Linked DNA regions of Mus musculus: region 1 is linked to region 2. Evidence: chromatin contacts called from public HiCAR-type data. All regions are on one chromosome and are shown on one strand. The core of a region is the stretch at or near the end of the contact, and the rest is flanking DNA. Distances in the headings are between cores, read along the strand shown. Region 1 overlaps Maml2 (mastermind like transcriptional coactivator 2). Region 2 overlaps Maml2 (mastermind like transcriptional coactivator 2).

Region 1 (4,327 bases), core at 41-2,540, 120 kb before region 2:
GATTCTACACACTTCACAGATTCCCCCCTCCTCTGAGTCTTTATTTTTTAATGGATACATGCATGCATCATGTATGTTTAGGTGCCTCCTGAACCCAGAAGGAAGTATCAGATCTAGAACTAAAGTTGCAGTGTGAGGTCCCCTTTAAGTGGAGTCAGGGCTCTTAACCACTGAGTCATCTTTCTAGCTCCCCTTCATCCCCCCTCCCCTGAATCTAGCTGTAACTGGAGTCCAGGTCACCCTCGAAGTCCTCCTGCCTCAGCCTCCTGAATGCTGGGATTATGTGCATGTGACATTGCACCTGCCTGGGCTCTACATGTTTGTCTACATTTCGCATGGAGAGACAGATACTTTATAGGGCTACTGATGGTCCACTGTGGAAAATATCTCCAATGGCTTCAAACAGTGGTACAGCAAGCTGGAGTCGTCTGTGTGAACTTTCCTGTTATCTTTCTAAACGATCTCTGATTGAATCAGCAGCCCCCAGGGAAGAGCCTTCACTTCCTTCTCACTGTCTGTCAGCCAAGCACACTAAGGATGTTCAATAAGTAATGCTACCAGGAGCACAGCGACAAGGAGTAGGGGGAGCACTTTTGCTTTTGATTATTCCTGGTTAATTGACAGTAGCACTGATAGACAAGGGTATCAGCAACAAGAGAAACTCTTTACCTCCAAGATAACTAACTGTAGACTTGCATTCTGTTCTGAAATTTAGATTTATAGATTTATTTATATAAATAATTTCCCAAGAGGATACTCATGCTATTTCCTGTATTTCTCCCTGATACACCCCTCCCTGAGGTGAAACCTTGGTCTAGTGGTATTGATACTGTGTTAGTTGTTAGTTAGTATTGGTACTGACATTAGTAGCAAGCGTCAGACATTAGGAACTAGGATTCTATTTCCCCTCTGCAGGAATCAGACATGCAGCTGACGTGGTCAGCTCCATTTTGTCGCTGAAGTGCCTTCTCTTTGTTGTCCTTTAAGGAATGCGCTTACAGGTGTTGCACAGCTCAGCAAACTATAGACTGCCTTGTCATTACCCACACGTCTCCTGCACAGACAAGGCAGGAGCTCTGTCTTGTTCATTTTCGTTCCCTCTAAGATTAGACACAAAGCCTCAGTGCTCCATCAATTATTGAACACATACTTAAGTGCCTACAAAGTGCTGGGGAATGTGTTGGGGACTAGAGGGTAAAGATCATTCTGGAAGGGATAATGTAATGAGTGAGAAGAGCTGAGCCAGGGGAAGTCGGTTGGGGTAGATCTGTCTGACTGGCTTCCTGAGAGAAGTGACGTTTACGGGGAAACCTGATAGAAGAGTAGGGCTTTCCCTTGGTTCTCTCTTTTCTTCTTCTATTACTGTAAATGTAATGAGGTTTGTGACTAAGAACAGAATGATCAAAATATCTGCCTTAATGGCCAAGGTGAAAAATGTTTCTACTCTGATTAACTGGTATTAGAGATGGGGTACCTCCCATGGTGGTCACATGTTAGTTCTTCTGCGCTGATGAGAATGGTCAGTTTGGCTTGTGGGACCCTGTCTATCTTTAGAATTTCTGTGTTGATACTTTTTCTTGCCGAGCATACTGTGATGCTAAATGGAAAGTGCTCTACACGTCTTTGAGATACTCCCTGGGCTGAGCCTTGGAGATGATGGTCAGAGTAAAACACATGGGTGCGCACTATGCACACCTCATGAAGCATGAAAAGAAGCACTAGTCACCACAGGCATACTGGTATCGTCCTTACTTGATTAGGCTATTTTCTGCCTATAAAATTGTATATTGATTCCATACAAGCAATGGTAGGGGGCTGATTTCAACTGGTGTGTGTGTGTGTGTGTGTGTATGTGTATGTGTAGGAGTGTGTGTGTGTGTGTGTGTGTGTGTATGAGTGTGTGTACGTGTGCATGTGAAGGTATCATTCAGCTCACCAGGTTTTATGTCTTGTCTCTTACGCGTACCCACACTCACACTCACACATGGAGGGAGGGAAAGAGGAGAAGGGAGAGAGAGAGAGAGAAAGAGAGAGAGAGAGAGAGAGAGAGAGAGAGAGAGAGAGAGAGAGAGAGAGAGAGAGAGAGAGCATAAGCTGAGTCCAGGTCTTTGGAGATTCCTGCTTTAGCTTCTCACAGCCACTTCCTGTACTTGAGATGGGCTGTAGTCCCTGAGGGAAACCTCTGGTATCTGAATTTGGCACAGAGTTGCATTCCCATGGAATTCAGGGCAGCCTTCACACCCCAAAGAACAGCCTGGCAAAGTTCTCACGTACTTGAGATGTGCCATAGAGAGGTCTGCAGTCATCTGCAACTAGAGGCTGCAGATTGAGGGCCACACCAATGTTCACAGCCTCACTCACTGCTCAGCTGCATAAGGAACTCCTGGCAGCACTTACATATCAACACTGTCCCACTGGGGCCTGGCCTTTGGGCCATGGAATCTGTGTTGAGTTCCATTTAGATGAGGCCCTCATTCAAACATTCAGAAAAAAATGTGGCAGAATTTAACAAGAGCAAAACTGGATCCTTCTATTCTCTTTAACTCAAAAACATTGAATGTAACATAAAGAGGAAAGAAATGGAGCCCTTGTGGCAACTGCTGACTTGATCTGTATCTAAAACCAGTGACAGAAAAGCGGTTAGGGTTAAAATCGCCGTATAAAGCATCCGTAAGCAGGACAATGCTGATCAGAAATGTACTTTTTGGTCCAATTTTCCTTTCATTTCCCCACTGGGATTCCTCTTTCCTGCTTTTTACTCTGCCTTTCTGCTCCCCTGCCTTTGCTCTGCTGTTACATATGCAGGGCTCCAGTCGCACCATACACATAGGCAAAACCTCCCCAGGGCCATCTCGACTGTGAGATAACTGCTACTCTCTCAGAAGTGAGTGGTTTGACTGACTGCATTCAGGGATCTGAGTGCAGTTGAGTGCAGCCCAAGGTGCTGCTGGGCCAGGTGGCTGGTCTCTACAACCTTTAGTGACTGTTCTTTTAATAGACTATGGAAATAGAGGGGAGGGCTCCACACTCCTTAATCTAAACAAATACAGCAAGTAAGAGCAGTCTCCAACACTAGGCTTGCTCCCTCATCCGTAGGGTGATGGTGGTGCCAAGTTGAGGATGGTGTCCCTGCCCTGTGGTTTCTACAGTGTTCTGTGCACATCTGGAGCTCACATTTCCCCTATTCTAGAAGTCTCCATTGCTCCAAAGAAATTGTGTTCTTATCTGCACCAAGGAGCTTGGATCAATCAATGTACACCGAAGAAAATCTTTGAACACTGACTATTCTAGAAAGCACAGTTAACACTCTAAAAGTGTCATGTTCCTGTGAATTAATGGGATTTGTGGAGGGCTAGTCTGAGAACCCAGGAGACTTTAAATGGTTTCTATAGTAAAAGAATGTTTGAACTATGCCAGAGAATTTAGTTAAGAATAAGTCTTTAATCCCAGCAGAGCCAGGTGGATCTGAGTTCTAGGCCACTCTGGTCTGCAGAATGAGTTCAAGGACAGCCAGGATACAGGGAGAAACCCTGTCTCAAAACCCCTCAAAGAAACAAACAAACAAACAAACAACAACAAAGCAAAACAAAAGGGAAGAATGCACTTCAAAGCAAAGGCTGTTGGGACGGCTAAGAGTCTCACCTCAGAGTCATTGCCAGAACAGCAGTGAGGACACAGCAAACCATCCCCTCTGGGAATTTAAAGAGAAGTGTGAAGGAAAAGGGTCTAGTGAGAGAGAGTTCGCTTCAACTGCACTGCCTGGGTGGATTCACACATGACTTAACTAGCTGGTCTGTTAGACCCTCCACCCACTCCTTAAACACAGCAGCTGAAGATCCTGTCTTCCGTGGTCCATTTTAAAAATCCCCATGTTTCTTCTCTGCATTCAACTCTCTGTTGTTTCCAAGAAGCTGATCAGTCAGACTTCAAGGAATGGGAGCCCGAGAGACTGATTCAGCTCAGAGCAACAGTTATGCACTGTTGCTCTTCCTTCTCACTAACCCTGGCTGTCCCTTAAGCAGGGCCAAATGTACCCAATGTCAGTAAATGAATGGGCAGGCATAGAACCTATGGTCTCCCAGGAAGAATGGCAAGAGCGCTAACACGTTTTCCAGTTATAATCTACGTTTCCAGAGTAGGTTGCAACTGACTAACACTTGAGAAATAGGAATTTAGGGAACATTGAAAACTGAAATCTCTTTTGGAAACAATTTGGTTCTCAGATTTCATGGAAAAATTTAAGCTAGAAATCTGATGAACACAGAATAGTAGTTGCTTTAGCCAAAGTGAAACACGCATGTGCGCACACACACATACATGCATATAT
Region 2 (3,919 bases), core at 1,159-3,658:
CACACACAAACACAGTCACACTCAAACATACACACATACATATACTCACATACACATACATACACATAAATACACATATACACATAAACACACTCACACATATACCCATACTCACACACACATACACATTCAGTCACACACACATACATTCATAGCCATATGCCACACACTCAAATACATACACTTATGTGCACATGCACACAATGCACACATGTGCATACTTGTGCATACAGATATACATACATACACATACCCCACACACACACCAAACACATGCACACTTACATATACACACATACATCAGATACATGCACACACATCTAGCACACACACATATGTACATATACATACCACACATATATATGCACACATACACACAAATCCAACACATACATACATATAAACACATCCACACATATCCAGCACATAAACACACACAAATATACACAAACACACACATCTGATGCACACAAAAAAAGAGACACACATGTCCAACACACACACATTTAAGAAATGGAGGGAAGTCAGATGGCATACACCTTTAATCTCAGCACTGGAGAGGTTGAAGCAGGCAGATCTCTGACTTAGAGGCCAACCTGGTCTACATAGCAGGTCCCAGGACAGTCAATGCCACATAGTGAACCACATTCTCAAAAGAAGAAGAAGGAGGAAGAGGAGGAGGAGGAGAAGGGAAGGAGGAAGAGAAGGAGGAGGAGGAGGAGGAGGAGGAAGAGGAGGAGAAGAAGAAGAAGAAGAAGAAGAAGAAGAAGAAGAAGAAGAAGAAGAAGAAGAAGAAGAAGAAGAAAAGGAGGAGGAGGAAGAGGAGGAAGAGGAGGAGGAGGAAGGAAGGAAGTGGAGGGAGCCACACCAATCTCTCTGAGTTATTGTAAGAATTAAATGTGACAAAGGGTATGAACTCTCTGTAATCATTAGTTCCTATTTATCTCAAGTAGTTTCTTATCCTTTTGTGACAGTAGACAACAAAAATAGAGAATTTCTGCTGATATTGGTGAACTATGAACTCAGTTCCAAGGCAGAAGGTTTAAATAACCAGGCCGACTCCAGAACCGTTGATGCTGTTGTCTTCCAGATGAGACTCACTCACAGTCCTTAGGAACATGCTGTTCACTGTGTGCTTGCCTGCGGGTCCTGGGCCAATTTCCTCATCTCAAATAGCAGCAGTTGGCTGCCCACACTACCCTCTGCAGGCAGCTGTGTCTCAGTAGAAACTGTCAAACAGCTGACTCTAGAAAACCAAATTTTCCTCTTTAAGATCCTAATTGCATCCATTGGTAAAATAAAATAAAATAAAATAAAAATCAAAGTGCATACCTTGCCCTTTCATGGGAGCTGACATTCTGAGCTCAGGTTTGTTAGGAAGTATTAGCAGAAGATTTAGAAGAAGTCTGGAGGGCCACCTCGGAGATGGAGTAGCAGATAAAATGTTCCCAACACAAAGATGAGGATTGCAGTTAGGGATCCAACACCCACACCAAAACTGGGCAAGGTGCTTGCCTGTAATCCCAGCACTGTGCACTGCAGACAAGGACAGGAGGGTTCCTGCGGTTTACTTGCCAGACAGTCTAGCCAACTAGTGAGTTCAGGTGGAGACCCTGTGTTTAATATATATATATATATGTAATGTGGAAAACAATAGAGGAAGACCTCTGGCCTCTATGTGGACTCCTGACTAAACACACACACAGAGAGAGAGAGAGAGAGAGAGAGAGAGAGAGAGAGAGAAGGAGGAGGAGGAGGAGGAGGAGGAGGAGGAGGAGGAGGAGGAGGAGGAGGAGGAGGAGGAGAAGAAGAAGAAGAAGAAGAAGAAGAAGAAGAAGAAGAAGAAGAAGAAGAAGAAGAAGAAGAAGAAGAAGAAGAAGAAGAAGAAGAGGAGGAGGAGAGGTGCAGATGGGACAGGAAAGAGAGAGGGACAGGAAGAGAGACAGGCAGACAGACAGATGGAGTCAGAAACAAAGGGACAAGGAGGGTCTTCTTAGAGAAGTCCACCCCTGCTAGTCCCCTCACTTTTTTGGTTGGTCTTCCAAATGAAACAAATCAGTATCCCCAAAGAGATGTGTTTTCCTGTTTCTGTTTATGTGCTGGAGAAGGGCAAAGCTGCACACCTGCTCACCACCATGAAGTGGTGAACTGTCTGCATGGCAGAGCAAACGAACCACTTAAGTTACTATAACATTCAAAGTGTAAGAAAGGTGCTTAGTGACACTGTGTTTCCAACCTAAAAACCTATGAGGGGACTCTACACTCCCAAGACGCCTGAGAGCTATGTGACAATGTGTGTGTGTGTGTGTATCAGAAATGGCCGATGGTTTTGTTCTGTGTGGTGCAGAAAGGTGGAGGCAGATGGCCCTGTGCACGCTTCACTGGGTAAGCGTCCAGAGTTTGGCCCCCACCTGTCTGTGGCTTCTAAGTCCCTTCCTTTCCCACACCCACCACTGAGCACAGCCCCCACTGCCACTGTGCTGCTGTCGTCTCTCCTTTGAACACTTACTCTGTCTAGTCAAATAGGCTCATCCAGGTACAGAAAGCAGAGTCACGGGGTATGAAGGTACAATGAGAATGCCTTCCAGGCTTTCCAGGGTCAGACCCCACAGGGACCCAAACACTCTTCACAAATACACACAACAAAGCATAACATATAGACAGCTCTGGGAAACGAGTCATTTAGGGCTAAGGTAATTAATGTACATTCTGAGTCAGAGTTTCACACTTAAATTTCTAAAGGCGTGTTTAATGCCCTCTTAGCAGAGCCAACTGTGTCTGTCCGTGGCTGCGGAGAACATCTTCTTGGGAGTGCTTAGACCAAAGGAGGCATTGAACAGGGCTTCCTCTGCTTTTAGCTGATGACCTACTATTACAAGGGGCTTTCTCTTTATAGTCTATATTCTCACTGTGCCCTGGAGTCAAGATGGCTGGCGATTCTCCTCGAGAAAGACTCTCCCACTTTAATACCATGGTCAAAGCCACCCCAAACCCCATCTTCTCCATGAAGTTGCCTGCTGTCTCTCAGTCTTGCTACGGAAGTGTGCTTATCCTTTTCTCAGTGGTTGGAATTGTCATTACTGCTATTGTGTGTGTGTTCTCTAATATCCTTTCTGTGTTCTATACCCCGACAGGGAATGTACATTAGTGACCTACGCCAGAACATTCATCATTAGAACAAGTGCTTGATTACCCCTGCTCATTTAATTCATTCACTTATGAAAATGACAGTCAGAAAACGACACAGTCTGTTCTCAAGATACTTGGAGCTCACTAAGAGGGGGGAAGCAGAGGAAACTCAAAATCCAGTGCTCCGTGTGTTCTCACCGAGGACACGGGCAAGGCCTCAGCAGAAGAGAGGCACCCGCTCTAGGTAGGAGGTCAGGTTGGTGTGATATTTATGCCTGGTCTGAAGCTGTGTGTGTGTGTGTGTGTGTGTGTGTGGTATATGTGTGTGTGGGTGGTGGTGGTGGTATGTGTGTGTGTGAGCTGAACATGAGTGTGCAGGTGTGGCACGCTGAGGACAAGGTAGGATGTTGGGAACCATCCTCTCTCTTTCTCCATCCTAACCCTGTAAGATTGGATCTTTCAGCAGATTGTACACTCACCTTTCAGCTAGGCTGCCAGGCCAAATGAGCTCTAGGGATCTTCCTGCCCCAGCTCCTTCTCCCTCCCCCGTCGTCCCCACTCCCTACTCTCCTGAGCTGGAAGCGGATGCACAGGCATCCCCACCTGTTTGTTTGTTTGTTTGTTTGTTTGTTTGTTTTTCATGAGTTTGGGGGATTTGAACTCAAGTCCTCATGTTCACACAGCACTCTTACCTACTGAGCCACCTCCTTAGTGGACTTTTTGCACTGAGTCTTCAAGGAAAACAAAGGCCTACTAGGGAGGCAAAGGCTGTGGAGAACTCTACCAAACA

What was found. HiCAR-type assays count read pairs that join an accessible place to other places.
Region 1: a HiCAR-type map of Th17 cells shows a contact between it and region 2, with 2.2 times the contacts expected there. The contact joins two enhancer-like sites. A contact is called at or near these places in 1 of 39 promoter capture datasets (cranial neural crest), 5 of 484 Hi-C or Micro-C datasets (the C10 cell line, LSK cells, cardiomyocytes and 2 more), 3 of 115 datasets of contacts at active chromatin or transcription factors (Th17 cells, embryonic stem cells and microglia) and 2 of 9 other capture datasets (adipose tissue and liver).

What each region holds. Positions count from the first base shown.
Region 1 is chr9:13,631,539-13,635,865 of GRCm38.p6, reverse strand. The region is part of intron 2 of Maml2 (mastermind like transcriptional coactivator 2); the gene reads right to left. Among named protein-coding and RNA genes, the nearest start is that of Gm51666, 23 kb to the right of the region's middle. Within about 2 kb of position 1,290, at least 45 of the 459 cell types and tissues checked have an H3K27ac peak or open chromatin away from gene starts, as enhancers often do. A contact at or near this core is called in Th17 cells, where this site is marked.
Region 2 is chr9:13,508,415-13,512,333 of GRCm38.p6, reverse strand. The region is part of intron 1 of Maml2 (mastermind like transcriptional coactivator 2); the gene reads right to left. Among named protein-coding and RNA genes, the nearest start is that of Phxr4, 79 kb to the right of the region's middle. Within about 2 kb of position 2,408, at least 26 of the 459 cell types and tissues checked have an H3K27ac peak or open chromatin away from gene starts, as enhancers often do. A contact at or near this core is called in Th17 cells, where this site is marked.